Regions from separate parts of the Mus musculus genome. Here region 1 is linked to region 2. A link is a contact called in public HiChIP or PLAC-seq data. All regions are on one chromosome and are shown on one strand. Each heading gives the region's core, a stretch centred on a gene start, on an enhancer-like site or on the middle of the called end of the contact. The rest is flanking DNA. Distances are from core to core; before and after follow the strand shown. Region 1 has its middle 39 kb from the start of Gm20758. Region 2 has its middle 31 kb from the start of Gm30145.

The links. HiChIP or PLAC-seq counts read pairs in DNA pulled down with a chosen protein or histone mark.
Region 1: an H3K27ac HiChIP or PLAC-seq map of embryonic stem cells shows a contact between it and region 2, with 6 times the contacts expected there. The contact joins two enhancer-like sites.

The regions. Positions count from the first base shown.
Region 1 is chr10:111,912,279-111,915,200 of GRCm38.p6, forward strand. No RefSeq gene overlaps it. Among named protein-coding and RNA genes, the nearest start is that of Gm20758, 39 kb to the left of the region's middle. Within about 2 kb of position 1,358, at least 13 of the 459 cell types and tissues checked have an H3K27ac peak or open chromatin away from gene starts, as enhancers often do. A contact at or near this core is called in embryonic stem cells, where this site is marked.
Region 2 is chr10:111,408,409-111,411,108 of GRCm38.p6, forward strand. No RefSeq gene overlaps it. Among named protein-coding and RNA genes, the nearest start is that of Gm30145, 31 kb to the left of the region's middle. Within about 2 kb of position 1,328, at least 31 of the 459 cell types and tissues checked have an H3K27ac peak or open chromatin away from gene starts, as enhancers often do. A contact at or near this core is called in embryonic stem cells, where this site is marked.

The DNA of each region.
Region 1 (2,922 bases), core at 108-2,607, 500 kb after region 2:
GAATACGTGGTAATTGTTAACTCTCAAGACAGTTTCTAAGAGCCCCTAACAATAGCACATTTGCATTGCAGCTTCCGGTAATGGTCAGGGTGACTTTCTTTGAATGAATACTCCTTGAACTCAGGAAGTGGGTGGGTGGAAGAATGTCACTATCTGCTTCATGATTAGCATACCTTGGAGCACTGAGTTTACTACTCTTTCATAACCATAGTCTATGTTCCATATATAGATCTATCTCATTCCCCCATCCCCAGGGCCTGGTAACTGTGACTCCGTTGTTTAGGCAACAATTGGGAATATACGGAAATATGATTGAGGTGTCTGATTTAAAATGCTTTAAAAAGTAAGTTGTATGTTTTGGTATTTGAGTACATTTTTAAAAAATAAGCAGTATGTTCAAAGGTCTTCCTTTTGGCAGAGTGAGCCCGGTCTCTTCCAGGAACTGAAAGGCAGCAGTGTGGAAGGATGGCCAAAACAACAGGGGACCAGGAGAGACAAAGCCAGCATGACAGCAGGCAGCGGCTGGTGGCCAGTGCGCATGTGCATGCGGTGCAAGGCAGAATACCAACTAATCATACAAACAAGCTATTTATTTATTTATTTATTTATTTATCGTCTATCTTTTTGTTTCCTGGCAGTGTTGAGTATTTGTTGTTGTTGCTGTTGGTGGTAGTATTTTTGGTGGTTGTTTTTTTTTTTTAAACATCTGTGGAGTTTCCTAACATAGACATTTCATGTAAGTGACATATTTTTTGCGTCTCTCTGACCTCCTTTACTTAGCAGAACGTTCTCAAGCGTCACTCATGGTGAAACATTTACAGCACCCTGTATCTTCCATGGAACGGAGACTGTATTTTAGTGGGTATTGGATATACTCTTACCTTGCTCAGAACGAGTCTGTTTTCCTGGTCTTCACATCACTCTCTCCCGCGCATCTATCCACATTGACCTCAGTGGCCACGCCCTCAGAGGCTCTCGGAGGCCTCGTGCTAGATGAAGCCATATGCTTCTTAAACCCCGCTTTTCCTGCACATTGCTTTTTATATCACCATCTGTAACTACATCCTCATCTAGGGACGATTTGATTAATGGCTTTCCACAACTAAACCCCAATATCCGAACACAAGGATTCTCCCCTAGATTGCTCTCTGCACCGGCTACTATAGGACCCCACCCCCACCAATGTGGAGATCTTTGCCACACAACTGTTGTTGAAATGATTTCTTACTAAGGAGCTGTCTGGCAGCTGCTTAGTGTTTTACCCAACCCCACCCCACCTCAACCCCACCCCACTGCGTGGTATTTTGCATTTGTATAGAAAGTGCCCTCATGGAGAAATTCCACTTGGGAATTTCCCCAACGGAGAATAAAGGCGAGGCTGTTTGGGGTGAGCTTCTTCCAGCATGAGTCTCGCCAGACAGTGTTTATGGCACCTGTGGGCCCGACTCTCTTCGCCTCTGGTTCGTTCCCTCTATGTATGTTCTGCCTCGGTTTCTTCTAAGCTGAAGACGATGCTAATTTGGTTCAATGAAGTTCCTTATCTCATCACTAGAAAAGCAGTGATTGGCTATAAGTAATTATCTCTCATTCATCTTTCCAGCACGGATAGTGTACTCCTGATTAGGATCTGCTGCGTTTCTCTGCTGTTGAGAAAATCCTCACGTGGTGGATTATAGTCTTCCTGTGGTGGATTATAGTCTTCCTCACGGCAGCGGCACTGACGACCCTTAAGCGTTTCCTGATATTTCCAACAGGTTCAAAAGTAGCGTTTCTCTTGTGTGCCCTTTACTTCCCTTCCATAGAACCCATCTCCTCTGTGCAAGTTTGCAGTCACAGGATGCTGTCCTCTTTTTGAGCAAATCTGGAAAGCCACCTGTCGTCACCGTCTTAAAATGACTGCAAATTTGTCTGTGCTTTCACAGACAGACTACAATGAAGTTGAGCCTTCCAGGCTACAATCATATTTAAATGGTTGGGGGGCTTCCGTTTTGAATTGTGTACCATGACTGAGAAGAAGGTTCTCGGCCTTTGAGAATGAGTTTTCTGCCACAAATGAGCTGCCTGAAATTTTCCTCAGTGAGGCACAGATTAAAAGACAATTGTGTCAACTAGACTCATTTGCATATGGAACCACCCAGGTGGTGTAGCCAAAGCCCTGACAGGTTCTTCCATCCTCTGGGCCAGCCTCCCTCACCACTCTGACTGAAACATGTAAGGGAGAATAGATTTACTTCGGCTCATGGTTTTCTGGCACATCCGTCAGTTTATAGAAGGGAAGGCAGTTGGGACACCTACTCTAGGCTGACAGGATGTGATGTCAGAGTTCCTCTCATGTCCTGGGTGAAGTCACAAAAAACTTGGGACTGGAAGCAGAGTCTTACAATCCTCAAGGCCCAATCTTGGTGGCCTGTGTCCACCAGTAATGTCCCATGTCACAAAGGTTCTGTAACCTCCTAAAACAATGCCCATTAATTGCAGGCCAGGTATTCAAACATACAAATCCATGAGCCTATAGAGTCAGGTCACCTCCAAGCCACATCACTCATTTTGGATAAAATAAATGCCTTTGCTCTGAAGGTAAACACACAGCAGTTAAACACAAACATACTTCAGGAAACCTTAAAAAAAGAATGGTTCTTTAGCCTCAAGGATTGTCAATAGTCTAATTAACTATGCTAATGCAGTAAATTAAAGAGGATTATCTAGCCAAAGAAGCTTTGGCAAAAGGAGTGCCAGCGGCAAACAGTGCCGGTTAGATCAAGCACTTACCACCGATTCAGATCTTAGTGGTTTGGCTTAATATCAAATCCCAAATTGTGAGAATGGAGATTGGAATCTGATACAGATATATATCTGTAACCCTACATAAAAACTTACTTATTCTGGTTAGAATTCAGTGTGTCATAGCATTTATCTTTGTAT
Region 2 (2,700 bases), core at 78-2,577:
AGGCCTGCCAGGAACATGTGAAGAGAGGGGGGAGGGGAGAGACAGAGAAAGGGGTGGGGGAGAGAAGAGGCAGAGATAACAAGGGAGTAAGAGAGCCAGGAGGGACCAAACAGGCCCTTTTATAGTAAGGCAGGCCTGCCAGTCTATTGTCAGGTAACTGTCCGGCAGAGCCCAGAAGGAACGCTGACCCTCCACCTCTACACCTCCTTCCCACAGCTCCGTGTGGAATCACAATAAAGAACCTGGTTAGGGCAGACTCTGGGAGCCGGGGATCGTTTGAGTCAGCCTAGGCTGTCTCCGAGTCCTGCAGCACTGGGCATCCCTACACTGACTGACCAAGCCAGCTCAGTCAGCCAAAGGGTTCTCCAGGGAGGGAGCGAAGATTAAACAGAAAAAGACAATTAGACAAGACTGTAGCATGACCCCAGCCTGTGCTGAGGCCGAAGCGGGTTTATTTTTTTCCCAGTCTGCTTTTAAGTACATGCAAATAATAAGTTCAGTTCTAGGTTAAGGAACAGATAAGGCAATAAACACAAAAGTCCCATGATCACTGTTTCAGGATGATGTGAGCTCTCTCTGAGCTTTGCATTAGCCCAAATGTAAATGTTCTTAATCTGAGCCTAATTCCTGAGCCCCAACCCAAAGTCAAATTCCTGCCTGAGCCTACTTCTGTGTCCTAGCCCAACGACAAATTCCTGCCAAATTCCTTCAAGGCCCAATAGTTCTCCACAACTTACACACCTGGGGTTTGAGCTGATAATGTAGTTCAGTGGCAGAGTGTTTGCGCAGAGCGAGTTTATAGGTTATAGGTTCAATTCACCTCAGAACACTAATTAAGTATGCAAAGTAGTGGAACTCTAAAAAAGAAAAGTAGACCAAAAATAATTAGCCAAATTTGACTGACTTCGTTTCTGACGTCTGCTGAGTCCTTTTTAACTTGTATTTAAATTTGAAAGCAGCGATGAAGAACGCAAGAGGCACCGTGTGATATTTCCGTTGAGTGTGAGCAAATTTTAGTGGTGGGTGACACCGTTTAGAAAAACTTAGAAAAATATTTTTAATACTGGAAGTCTTCATTTTACATTGTGAATTTTAAAACTAAATGAAAAAAACAAAAACAAAAACCAAGGGGTGGATTATTAGTCCTAATGACTATGTGGCTATTACTAAAGATGGTGAAAAGGTCAGCTTAGGAACTTTGAGAAGGTCTTGAAACACTCGTGCCTCTGGATGGGAGAGCCTAATTAACATTTCTAAGACAACAGAGCAGAACCGCCCCGAAGGTGGGGACAGGAAGGACCTATTGCCCACCTTCAGGCAAGGGAAGTCCTTGTCACCTCTTTCCCTAAAGACCAATCAGTTTAAAGGGTGCAGAATTCCGCCATTCATATTGTGCCTAGTTGCTGATGCTCTGTTCTGCCCCTGGAAACCATATAAAACCTCACTGAACTGGTGCTGGTGATCAGCGCCTCTCCTTAGGGTCTGGGACGACCCCAATGCACTTCAACAATAAATTCCTCTTGCTTTTTGCATTGATCCTGACTCCACATGCTTCACTCAGGGGGTCCCCAGTAAGCTAAGGCTCCCCAGAGTCTTACAATAGCCTTGTCTTATACAACTTGGGGGTATTTAAAGCCGTCTACCCCAGGTGTCGAAGACTACTCCCACCACTGTTCTCCGAGGGTCAGTAAGACTTTTTTCTGAGACTTGTAAAGATGACAAGAGCAGTTGTCATTTTGTTCTTCGGGGAAAAAGGTCAGGCCTGTATATATTTAGTAAAACAACAAAACAAGCAAAAACCACAGCTGCCTTTCATCCACTGGCACAGCTGGTCACAGATGACTAGCCACAACATCCAGCTGTTACCATGGGAGACAGTTGGAGCCCACCAGCGATTCCCAAAATTTCCAGGAGTAACCTATGCTTGAGAGGGCAAGTTGGTACAGCTAGGGAAAGCAGAGCCCTGAAGGGGACATCCAGCACTTACCATCTGCATGAGCAGACAGGACAGAATGCACTCTCCTGAGGCAGTAATACGGTTTCCTGGGCAAGCACAAGAATATGTGCCCTTCAGTCAGCATCCTATCAAAGTCACTTGATATTAATTCATGTGAACAGTTATTCTTTAAAAAAAAGATTATTTATTTATTTATTTATTCAAGTACATCGTAGCTGTCTTCAAACACACCAGAAGCAGACAGCAGATCTTATTACAGATGGTTGTGAGCCACCATGTGGTTGCTGGGAATTGAATTCAGGACCTCTGGAAGAGCAGTCAGTGCTCTTAACCACTGACCTACCTCTCCAGCCCCCTAAACAGTTATTCTTGGGGCTAGAGAGATGGCTCAGTCATTTGCAGAGGACCCAACTTAGGTCCCCCGGTACCTACATGAGGTGGTTTACAACCTATAATGCCTGTTCCAAGGGACTCAAAACTCTCTTCTGGCCTCTGTGGACACCAGCACTTATATGCACATACCCACACACTGACACACACATACATACATACATACATACATACATACATACATACATACATACATTCAATTACAAATAAAACTTTTTTTTTTTTTTTTGGTTTTTTGAAACAGGGTTTCTCTGAGTAGCCCTGGCTGTCCTGGAACTCACTTTGTAGACCAGGCTGGCCTCGAACTCAGAAATCCGCCTGCCTCTGCCTCCCGAGTGCTGGGATTAAAGGCG